Regions from separate parts of the Mus musculus genome. Here region 1 is linked to region 2. A link is a contact called in public HiChIP or PLAC-seq data. All regions are on one chromosome and are shown on one strand. Each heading gives the region's core, a stretch centred on a gene start, on an enhancer-like site or on the middle of the called end of the contact. The rest is flanking DNA. Distances are from core to core; before and after follow the strand shown.

The links. HiChIP or PLAC-seq counts read pairs in DNA pulled down with a chosen protein or histone mark.
Region 1: an H3K4me3 HiChIP or PLAC-seq map of embryonic stem cells shows a contact between it and region 2, with 2.0 times the contacts expected there. The contact joins the promoter of Car7 here to the enhancer-like site in region 2. A contact is called at or near these places in 2 of 39 promoter capture datasets (the C10 cell line and macrophages), 1 of 484 Hi-C or Micro-C datasets (cerebral cortex), 4 of 115 datasets of contacts at active chromatin or transcription factors (embryonic forebrain and embryonic stem cells) and 3 of 9 other capture datasets (adipose tissue, embryonic stem cells and liver).

Annotation. Positions count from the first base shown.
Region 1 is chr8:104,537,527-104,543,448 of GRCm38.p6, forward strand. It overlaps Car7 (carbonic anhydrase 7), which reads left to right and starts at 3,281. Exons shown (of 7, transcript NM_053070.3): 1 at 3,281-3,399; 2 at 5,884-5,922. The coding sequence starts at 3,360.
Region 2 is chr8:104,408,050-104,413,807 of GRCm38.p6, forward strand. No RefSeq gene overlaps it. Among named protein-coding and RNA genes, the nearest start is that of Cmtm4, 15 kb to the left of the region's middle. Within about 2 kb of position 2,787, at least 62 of the 459 cell types and tissues checked have an H3K27ac peak or open chromatin away from gene starts, as enhancers often do. A contact at or near this core is called in cerebral cortex and embryonic stem cells, where this site is marked.

The DNA.
Region 1 (5,922 bases), core at 2,031-4,530, 130 kb after region 2:
CTGTCGGTGTGGAACTGGACATCTGCTGTTTCAATATGTGTCCACAGAGATCCCTGAAAGATGGGCAAATTTGGGGCAACCCCTCACTCTCTTTTAGAGCCAAACCACTGTACTTTGGAGAAGGAAAGTGAGACCTGGTCAAGGTTATGTGACAAGTGAGACATGGCTTTACAAGCTGCCCACACTCTCTCCCTTCAGCCCTCTCTCATCCTCCCACATCCCTTATCCCCTGTACCACTGATGTCTTTGAGACCAAAAAGTAAACTCTTAAGCAAAGAAATCAATTCAGCTTTAAAGAGAGCACGTAACTGAACCTGGAGGTGTCCCGATGGGGGACAGTCTCCCCCTAGTTGATCTGAGTGGGCTGCTGGGGCCACTGGGGTTTCACTTGAAAGGACAGATGTCATTCTCATACTTGCCTAAAGTCCCAGCACTAGCAGAAAATTACTGGGAATGGCAGCAGAAGAGAAAGAATTGGATCTTTCGCTTGGTGTAATACATTGTATATACGCTAATCCTTTCAGGCACAGAGAAGGAATTCATAAATGTTCTTTCCACTGTAATTTTGTATCCCCCTCCACCCTTCTCATCTCCAGTCTCCTCCCTAGAATCTACACAATGTTCTCCCTTGCATATGCCCATACAAATGAGAAACAAATGTGAAATCCACTTTCCCCCTTGCTGTGATTTCAAAGGGCGGGAGTGAGGAACCCAGCAGCTGGGATCTTCATCTCTGCTGTCATTCACTGTGTATCTTTGTCCCACATCACTCAACTCTGAGCCTTGCTATCCTCATCTGCAAAATGGGCTGTAAATCTCTCTCCCAGGGGTACTATGCAGATGATACCGAATGCATGTTGATGTGAAGAATTCCAGTTTTCTTCCTTTTTTTTTTTTTTTAACTTTTCTTTTAGTATGAGTGTTTTGCCTGCATGTATGTCTGCGCACCATTTGCATGTCTGGTGCCAGAGGAAGCCAGAAGAGGGTGTCAGGTTACTTGGAATTGGAGTGACAGAGAGTTTCGAGCCACCATGTGAGAGTAATGGATCTGACCTGGGCTCTTTTCGAGAGCCACACGTGTTCTTAACTGCTGATTCATTTCTCTAGCCCCCTGCCTCCAACTTTATTCTTTTTAAAGACGATTTCATTTTACTTCGTTTCATATTTTGTGTGTGAGTATTTTGCCTCCAAGTATGTGTATATATACACTTGCTTGTCTGGTGCCTGAAAGAGTCAGAAGAGGATGTTGGATCTCCAAACTGAGTTAGAGACAGTTGTGAGCTACCACGTCAGAGCTGGGGACCAAACCCAGGTCCTGGGCAAGCATGAGTGTTCTTAACTACTGAGCCATCCAGCCACCCACTTTATTCTTTAATTATTATAAATACATATAGAAAAGGTCTCAATTACTGTGAAGAGGAAGGGACGACAGATGCCAATCTGTACCATCCAAAGATCCTGAAGGGCACTGTAGCTCTTTCAGGGGAAGAGTATCCGATTCACCGCAGGCAACAGAACTCTACATGTGCCCTGAAGGCAACTGCCTTGCCAAACTGTGGGTGGTGTTTCTGGCTTGGAGATCTGGAGCTTCAGTAATGTTGGAATTGCCAGATGTGAGGACACACGCCTTTAATCCCAGCACTTGGGAGACAGAGGCAGACAGATCTTTGAGTTGAAGTCTAACCTGGTCCACAGAGCCAGTTCCAGGACAGCCAGGGTTACAGAGAGACACTGTGTCTCAAACAAACAGCAAACAAATATTGTAGGAATCTCTATGGTTGCTGATCACCCCCTATACCTGGAGCTTGAGTCTTCTACTCCTACCCTGAAGTCAGATCTGTATGGAGAGCCCCTTTCTGCTCTTGGGTCAAAGAGGGCAACTTTCCAGGACTAGCAAATCACTGAGGTCAGCTCAGCTGACGAGCTATCCATTAATGAAATATCTTTATCTAGGGACCTGGAAGAGGAAATTGAGAGAGTCAGACATGTAGGGGAGCCAGGTAGATGAGATGAAAGGTCAGCCAAGAGCAGAAACGAAAACAGCAGCCCCTAGTCAATGTCTGACCAGCAGAGAGATTTTACAAATGGTTCATCAGCTCTTCTTGGGCATAGGGCCCTGGGTGCAATTATTTGTCTGTCCTTCCATCTACCCATCTGTTAATCTTCCCCAAACTGTCTGCCGAGGCCTAGCCAGAAACAGCCTTATCCTTGGCGCAAGGCCACATGTTAAGATGAATCAGATTGGGCCTAGTGGAGCCAGTGGGTGGAAGACAGAAGACATACCAAGAAGAGGGTACAGCAAGGACCAGGCCTGGTGGATGGGGAAAGGTTGGGTCAAGGCAGATGTTAAGATACCTTGACTACAAAGGGGAGGGCCTAAGTGCCCAGCAGGTGCATTGATGGTTATGCAGAGAGAAGGCACAAATAGCAGGCTTTAGCAAGGCAAGCAGAAAGTCCCTGAAGGAGGGAGGCTCCAGAGAATAAGAGAGAGGCTGGGAGGCAAGACTTCATGTGCGATTCCACTAGAATGTCTTTAGTGAGTCTAGCCTCCTTCCAGTTCACTGGTTGATGTCGTTATTTTCTGCTTCTACTTCAAGGCTCTATTTACCCTCGGGCCAAGGGTTTAAGATTGCCAATCCTATGCCTACTTCCCACATCTACTCCAAGATGCCCAGACCCTCATATCCACAGGATCCCCTTGTCCTTATAGCTTCTGAAATGAGACAGACTGGGAGCAAACGACGGGCGCTCCAGCTAGCTGATGTTGAGCAAGTCATCCTACCTTCCCTGCCTCTGTCCCCTATTTTGTTATACAGCAGCAGTATAGATAGGCACTGTGGAAGGACCCAAAGCTTGACCCAACCCCATCAAGGCATCTGGAAACAGGCTAAGCTTCAGTTCTGGCCACTTGCTGGTCAGTGGAGCAGGGAACCTGGGGACCCAACATCCAGGTCTTCAGTGATGGACAAGCCTCGGGTGGAGGATACAGTGTGAAATCCTCTAGTTCTCAGCGTGGGTGGGTATCTCCTGCCCCAGAGTTCATATATGTGTTGGCAAAAAAGGGAGGAGGGTGGTGGGGACCCAGAACCGATACGAGATGAGGAATAGGCTTATCTCTTCATGACCTCCTATCTCGACCTGAGACTTCACCGGCCAGTGGGCGGGTGGGGGCAGGGCAGGACCAGCCTTTTCGGCTCTGTTGGGGGGTGGGGGCGGGTCCCTGGGGAACCGCTCCTCCCGCCCGCCGCCACTTTAAGAGGCTGCTCCACCGCGGCAAGCCGGGCCGTAGCCGGAGCCGCAGACAGAGCGAGCGGACAGAACGGAGCCGGCAGGTGCAGAGCCGCGGGGACAGCAGCGGCATGACCGGCCACCACTGTTGGGGCTACGGCCAGGACGACGGTAGGCGCAGACCCCTGGTTCTCACCCAGCTGGACTCACTGCGACCCGCGCGTCGGACCAGCTTTTCGGAACCCGCAAGCCCTACGCTCCAGAACCCACCCGGACCTCTCTCTTGTAGTCCCCAGAACCCAACCCCTGCCCTGCTTCCTCTGCTCTGGGCGCAAAGTCCGTGCTGCGCCCCGGGCCCTCCCGCGAACCACTGGGTAGCTGAGCGCGTCCTGCCGCCGCCTCCGCGCAGCGCGGGACTGCAGCGCTGGCTCCCACCCGGCCCCGCACTCTCTCTCCCCCGGCGTGCGCAGCGCTTGCAGGTGGCTTAGGGCGACGGGGGCGGGAGGGGGTGGCCGAGTCGCAGCGCCGTGCGCGGGTGTCTTTGCGGGGAGCGCGCACAACGGATATGCAGGGACCTCCCTGGAGCTGGGCTCCGTGTCCCCAAGAGAGTTTCCCCATTGGAGTGTCCGAGCTGCGGTGCAGACTGGTACGCGAGGAAAGAGGGAGGGCACTTCGGGACACAATGGGAACGTCTGGGTGTCCACACCCGGGAGAGTGTTTCAGCTCGTCCTAAGTGAGTGGGGCCATGGGTGCTGGGTCTGGCCTGGAGGACCGCTCCTCCATTCTGCCTCAGTTTCCTCGGCATACAGAGAGAGTATGGAAGAAGCCGGTGAGCCAGACAGCTTGAGTGTGAGTCTGGGGCAGGTCAGCTCCTTTTGGGTGTGTTTCTTGCCAAGAAGAGATAGGGTGTGAGGGCAAGGAAGGGCTTCTCCATTTCTCAGAGAAGGATGATCACCCATGATTCTGATAGAAGGGGAACCTAGGCAGGACAAGTGGAGTGGGGAGTAAGGGCTGGAGGGATACTATCCCCCGAGTCACGCTTTTTCCACGGATTGTCACTGTGAGAGAGAGAGAGCGCGAATGTCCTGGGCTATTTATTGTCTGTGGTAGGAAGTTGCAACTGACCAGAGGGAATCCCATACTTGCTGCAGATTCTGCCCTCTCTGGGACTCTCAAAGACTAATGACCATGTTTTTGGAAGGACAACCTTAGATTTGGGCATACTAGACTGAACAGAGACATTCAGGGTCAAAGGAGATGACAGAGACCGGCAGAGATGGTGAGAGAGGCATAGAAAAGCTGGGTTAATAAAAGACCATCTTCTGTCTGCAATGCACTGGATCCGCTTTTAAGTGCCGCCCCGCCGCCCCCATAGTCCCAGTGCCCGTCCCTAACCTTTCTACTAGCCCTGTCCTCTAGCTCTGTGCTTCGAGCATCCTGAACAGCTTGTTCTCCTCAGGCACCTACCCCTCACGCAGTCAGACCTGGGCGGTCCAGCTCACGAAAGGGAAGGACAGAGGACAGAGGTGCCCAAATGCGGCATCGCTCACAGGGCTTCAAAAATAACCCAGTAAGGCTGGGCCACCATTCTGAGTCATCCATTGGGGACACGGCTCTGTCGGCGGCACCTGCTGCTGTTTTCTCGGGAAAACTTAAGAAGCCAAAAAGGGGGAGAAGCACCAGCCGGCAGTAGCTCTAAAAATAGGCTGCCTCTCAGGATGTTCCCCAGGGAGATGCTGAGCCTCCCCACTGCAGATGGAATCTCTGGGAGGCAGGTGGTGGGTGCCTGTGGGTGTGTATGCAGGTGTGTGTGTGTGTGTATACATACATGCATTCCTGGGAATATGTGTGCATGGGTATGTGGTCTGCTGTGGTCCCTTCATTGGGATTCCAATAGAAGGTTATATGTATGAGGGTGCATATGTGTCAGATGTAATCAGCAGGCCTGGGGGTGCTGTGCAGGGGGAGCTTGGCCCTTCAAGATCTGCTGAGTCCAGGTCACTGCACATGCATACATATATGTATGGACACAAGAAGATCTATACAGACGTGTCAGCACATGTTTGGAGAAGACAGGTAGAGGCAGTCCATGCACATGCTATATGTTTATACCCACGCATGTGACATGCTGTGTGCTTATACTGGTGCATATATGCACATGTGAGCATGCATGGCTGACCCCCAGTTTCTCATTTATGACATGAACCCCATGCTGCTTTCTACCCCATAAAATTCTGGTTGCAAGGAGAAAGCATGTCCCCTACTAAAAGCCAGGCTGATGAGAGTTTTTTATTATTCCAAGTGCCAAGTTTACTAAGTTCCTTGGGGTACAGGAAGAGGCTAAATTGCTCATAGGGTTAGATAAAATAGCGTGGCTTCAGATGCCCAAGGGCCTCCCTGAGTGTTTGCTGGGGGTTGGATAGAGTTACTATCTGGAACTACCTCTGAGTTGATGGCCTACAGTGCTTCTCTGGGCTCCTGTCAATGCTGGGGAAGGGAATGGGAGGGGTTTGGAAGCTGTTTCCCAGACAAGGTAATGGCGGGTAAATGAAGACATGAAAGGTGGGATTAGGATTCGGGTTTGTGTCCCCCCAGAGCTTGGCTTGTCTCCCAGAGCTTGACTCGCCTGAGTCCTTGACCACTCTCTATCTATAGGCCCTTCAAATTGGCACAAGCTGTATCCCATTGCCCAGG
Region 2 (5,758 bases), core at 1,537-4,036:
AAAAAATAAATCTTGAAAAAAAAAATAAACCCGACCATTTATCATTAAACTGTCCGGGGCACAGGTCTGCAGTGTTCTTGGGAAGCTGAGACAGCGAGACGATACATTTGAGGCATGCCTAGGCTAGAAAGTGAGTTCGAAGCCAGCCAGGGTAACTGAGTCCTTGTCTCAAAATGAAAAGTAGAGGGAGCTGAAGATGTAGCTCAGTGGTAGAATGGTTTGTGGGGGATGCACAAAGCTCCAGGTTAGATTCCCAACATCGGAAGAAAGTGTGAATCCCAAAACACAGTTACCAGCATGGAGCATGAACCAGGCGGGTGAGAAAGTTTAGATTTGATGTCTGAAGACTGACTACTTCATTGGAAGTGACTCTGCTTTCCAAAGGCTTTTCAGAGGAGGAGGCTACCAGTATAACATCCTTGTGTCGGAAAGATTCAAGTCTCTTCTGTGGCAGCATCACATGCCTCCAGCAACTTTCCCATGTGACTTGAGGAGGGGCCAGGATCTGGAGAATTCCAGGCAGGAGTGGTTGGTTTAAGGGTTAGAGCTAACTGCTGTTTCTGTTAAAAAAAAAAAAAAATGTCCCTTTGGCCAGAAAAATGCTTTCCGAGGCTTCTCTAAAAATAGTGCTTGCTGGGATTTTCCAGTTTGACATTCCTTCTGTGACCAAGGACAACTCAACCCAACCCATCCTGTACCCCTTATCGGTTTCCAGTGACATCCCACCACTGGGAGATGCCACTATTTGTGTCCCCAGGTGCCTTCATAGCCTGCTGGCATTTGGTGCTGTCAGGGGAATTCTGGTTGCCTTCCTCCTTCTCCTGGGCAAAGGCTAGAAATGTGGCCACAAGGAAAAGTGCAAAACTGACTTTGTTTATCCCCAAGACTGGTGTCCTGTGGGCCAAATGGTGACTCATCCAGCCATGGGAGCCTCAGGAAGCCATTGAGGTAACCAGCAGGAGACACCCACAGCCCGGCATGTGCTGGTGGCTCGCTCACCCCAAGCGCCAGGCTATGTACTGGGACCAATAGGCTCTTGCATGAGAACCAGGTTTGGGGAATAACGGTGTAATCTTAGTGATCCCGCTCAGCATCCAATCATGTTGCTAATGACAGGGCTCCCCTCCATGTTCTGGAACAAGGAGGCCCACCCAGGAAGAATGAAATAGAAAGACCCTTCCTTCCACAGTATGGGCTGAGTACATGATATGATCTGAACTGATGAGAAGCCGACCCTGGCTGGCGGCTTTCTCTAGAATGTACAGGTTCTCAAACTGCCATGTTCGCTGGACTGATTCTAGGGGCAGATTCTCAGCAACCCCACATCCCTGGATCATAGGATGCTGGGGACGAAGGTGGCAAAAGGAAGCAGCTGCCTGAAAAATCTGTGGCAATCCAAGGCTACTACAACTGTGCACTTAAGAGTGAGAAAACTTGGAATTTTCTTCCTCTCATTTCTTCTTCTCCCCTCCCCATCCTCCATACCCCTTCTTCCTCCTTCCTCTGGCCCTTTCCTCCTGTGTTGGGAACTGAACCCAAGACCTTGTGTATAGTAAGGCAGCTGCCTTGCTTGGTACATATGGCCTTTGCTGCTCCTTCATGGCCCTTTCAGTGTAGGATGCTAAGGTAGCTCCACACGTTTATGCCTAATTGCCTTCCTGCCTGAGTTCACACTGGCTGGCTTCATTCCAGTCCACCACCACAGGGTTCACTGCAGTTTGCCCTCTTTTGATTACCCATCCCACCCTCTCCCTCCTCTGGCCCTGAGAGAGATGCCTGATCATCCTGCGTGAGTTTGCTGGCCCACTGTCTCTATAGAGCACACTTTCCCATCCTCACTGCCACACCCTCATCATTATATGGATGTCCGTCACATGGCTGGCTCTCCCCTCTCTGGATCACACACCCATATCTGGCTGTACTACATACATGTGCACACCCTGACAAAAGCAACCTAAGTTTATTTCAACTTACAGTGTAAGGGTTGATAGTCCATCACGGCAAGTTATCCCTAGCAATGAACTGGAGGCCACTGATCAAGGTAGCAGAGAAAAATGGCTGCAAGCGATCAGCTTTCTTCTCCTTCTCTTTCCTTCTCCTCCTCCTCCTCCTCCTTCTTCTTCTTTTTTGTTTTGGTTTTTCAAGACAGGGTTTCTCCGTGTAGCCCTGGGTGTCCTGGAACTCCAGTTCAGGCTGGCCTTGAACTCAGAAATCTGCCTGCCTCTGCCTCCCAACTGCTGGGATTAAAGGTGTGTGCCACCACTGCCCCAGCCTTCCTTTTTTAAAAAATTAATTAATTAATCTATCTATCTATCTATCTATCTATCTATCTATCTATCTATCTATCTATCTATTATATGTAAGTACATTGTAGCTGTCTTCAGACACTCCAGAAGAGGGAGTCAGATCTCGTTACGGATGGTTGTAAGCCACCATGTGGTTGCTGGGATTTGAACTCTGGACCTTCGGAAGAGCAGTCGGGTGCTCTAACCCACTGAGCCATCTCACCAGCCCTTTTTTTTTAATAAAAAAAAAAATTCTTCTACTATTTTATTGTGTGTGCGGGTGTTTTGGCCTCATGTATGTAAGCATAGCACATGCATGCATTGTGCCCACAGAAGCCAGAAGAGGGTGTTGGATCGCCCTGGAACTAGAGTTACAGATGGTTGTGAGCTGCCACATGGGTTCTGCCAACCGAACTTGGTCCTTTGGAGATGCAGCCATGCAGCCAGTACCCTGCTGAGCCATCTCGCCACCCACACTCCCATCCCCACCTCCCTTTTTTCCTTTATGACTAGATCTCTCACTATGCAGTCCTGGTTAGCCTGGTTAGTCATACTGCAGAGCAGGCAGACCTCAAATTCCTGTGATTTCCTTGCCTCTGCCTCCTGAGGGTTAAAAGCATATGCCAGTAGATCCTGTAGCTTTCTTTTTTATGCAAACCAGTTCTCCAGCCCAGGGAACAGTACTGCACACATTCAGGATGGGCCGTTCCCATCTCAATTAACCTAATAAAGATAATCCCTTACAGGCACATCAGAGGCTTGTCTCCTTAGCGATTCTAGATCCCATCAAATTGGCAGTATTCATCATCGCATCCTGAATCAGGTCAACTCCGTGGCTTTGTCCTTCTCAGCTTGTTTCAGCTCTGAAGTCTTGCAGGAGGGTGCTTCTTTTTCCTATGGCAGTGGCTAACACTCTATGCCAGGCCTTCCACTCCCAAACACAGGAAATGGCTTTTCACCTACTGAAGTCTCAAACACCTGCTCCAGGGCTCCACAGTTTCCCATCATACCCACAGGTAGCCATCTCCCATGCACCACCCGACGAAAGGCCTTAGGACCAAATTGTTGTGGGGGGTGAGGGGGGAGAAGGGACCTGTAAAGATTCTAGCTTTCGAGTGTGGGAGTTATGGAGTTTACTTGTAGCCTCAGAGACCTTGGTCTCAGTCTGGACTGAGTGGGCTCCATGTTCACCTTTCTATTACTAGCATCTTAAGTATCTGCAGCCCGGGTCCATGAGTCCTTGGAAGGTGACCATAGCTCCCCAGAGAGGCAGGAAGGAGGCACAGGACTACATATATATCCACATATCCAGATGCCCACGCATGCAGATGGCAGAGAGCTGCCTTGCCCATGAAAGCAGGCAGTTGCCCAGGTGATGGATCTTGTGATTCGCTGAGAGCCTATCTTCCCTAAAATAGCTATCTTTGCTCAGTCTGAACTAGCAATTTATTTCTTCAGTTTTAAGGCCTGGTATTTGACATTGTTCAGCCTGGGATAGAAAGCATGCAACCTAGGGAGAAGGCCATATCAAAGAGACATTGAGATTCATGTCCCCAGCTCTGCTCCTGTGTGATCCTGGCCAGTGACTTCCTCCCTGGCTCTTTGTCACCATCTCTAAGCCCTTTCAAAAGTTCTGACCTGTGTCCTTGACACACATTTCAGGACACTGTGCATTGCTAGGATACTTAGGGTCTCCCTGAGTGGCAGGTGAGATTTTCTCTTCTTTGGAGGATGACACTCACCAGAAGCCAAGGGACTTCCCCAAACCACTCAACTGTCAACTTCTGGGGCCAAGACTCACACTCAAGTCTGGGTCCGTGACTGAGGCAGTCCAGGTGTCCAGGCTGCAGCTGTGGGCTAGTTTTCCTTTCCTGCAGCTGTCCCAGTCTGGCCAAATCCCATGAGGGTTCCGAAGGCAGTGGGAACTATCTGGCAGAGCAGCTAAATGGAGACTGTGTTGGGTGACCAAGGCCTGCGGCCACCTGCAGATAAATGTTTACCTCACTTTCCTCTGTGCCTAGGTCAGAGCTACTGGTGGGCACTGGTGAGTTCAGTTGCTCTTGTGGCAAAAATTCGACTGTCTTAACTATTGCACAAGAAAAGAAAGGAGGGCAGAAAAAAAAAAGTTTAAGTCAAAGAAGGTGCTATCACCACAATCCAAATTTGAAACTTGGTTTTTTGTTTTTTGTTTTTGTTTGTTTTGTTTTTCCAAGACAGAGTTTCTCTGTGTAGCCCTGGCTGTCCTGGAACTCACTCTATAGACCAGGCTGGCCTTGAACTCAGAAATCCGCCTGCCTCTACCTCCCAAGTGCTGGGATTAAAGGTGTGCGCCACCACCGCCCGGCCAAATTTGAAACTTGAGAGGACCACAGACCTAGCTGGAGCCCTGCGCTCTGAAGGCAAATGTTCTGGGGACCCATTTAGCCCATTCTGCAGAACCTGGGGGATGAGAGGGAAGCACTACACTTAGGCTGTTCTGAACAGTTCATGCTACCCAGTCACTCACAAGGCAAATCTAAACAAAAGCCTGTTGAAGGCCGTGAACTCCAGTGTCCTCCAACCCTGCATGATGCTCTCCAGAACACACTTGGAGAAGGGTAGGCTGGAGTCTTGCAAGCAGGAATAGTAGGCAGTTAGGATTGGAGGATTTTATTCCTGGGCTGTCTTGAGTTGTTGCACAGCAAACCAGATATCAGGGTTGTTCATCCCCCCACCCCCACCCCCTTGGGACTGTTGGGAGAGAGATGTTCTCTGGGGACACAAAACCACTTTTTAAAATACCTTCACAACATGCACAAATTTCTGGTGTTCAGGATTTAAAACGCTGAAGTTATTTATTTGCAGCTATTTCTCATTTCCTATAAACACCCAAGAATTAGAATTTCAGGCTAGTGTTTGTCAGATGAGTCTGAATAGGGTCAGGAATGGGTTCACGGTAGAATGGTGCCAAGTATTTAAAATATCAAGGACATGGACATAGTAACATGACACAGGCTGCTGACAGTTGCTCAGAGGCACCCCCGCTCTCTAACATAAATTACTGTCTTAAAAAGGAACGGAATTTTAAGTTGTTGAATCCTTCCCAAAACAAAAGTCTAAACGTGTTTGCCTTTCTAAAACCCTAGACTTTTAGGAATGGGAATTCCGTTCTATCCATGAGATGGGTTCTATTAGATGTCACAGGAAGAAAAGCTAGGCAAGCTTCCACCAGTTATATTCCTAATGATTCACATATTCTTTCCATCATTTATTCACTATGCATCCTGATTGTAGCTTCTCTTCCTGTACCCTCCCCCCGCCCCCCCCCCCCACAGCCCCTCTCTCCATCCCTCATCCCCTTCTCTGAGGAGGAGTTGCCCCCAGTACCAACCCACCCTGGCACCTCAAGCCACTGCAGGGCTAGGCGCATCCTCTCCCACTAAGGCTGGACAAGACAGCCCAGTTAGGGGAAGAGGTCTGTATGCAGGCAGGCA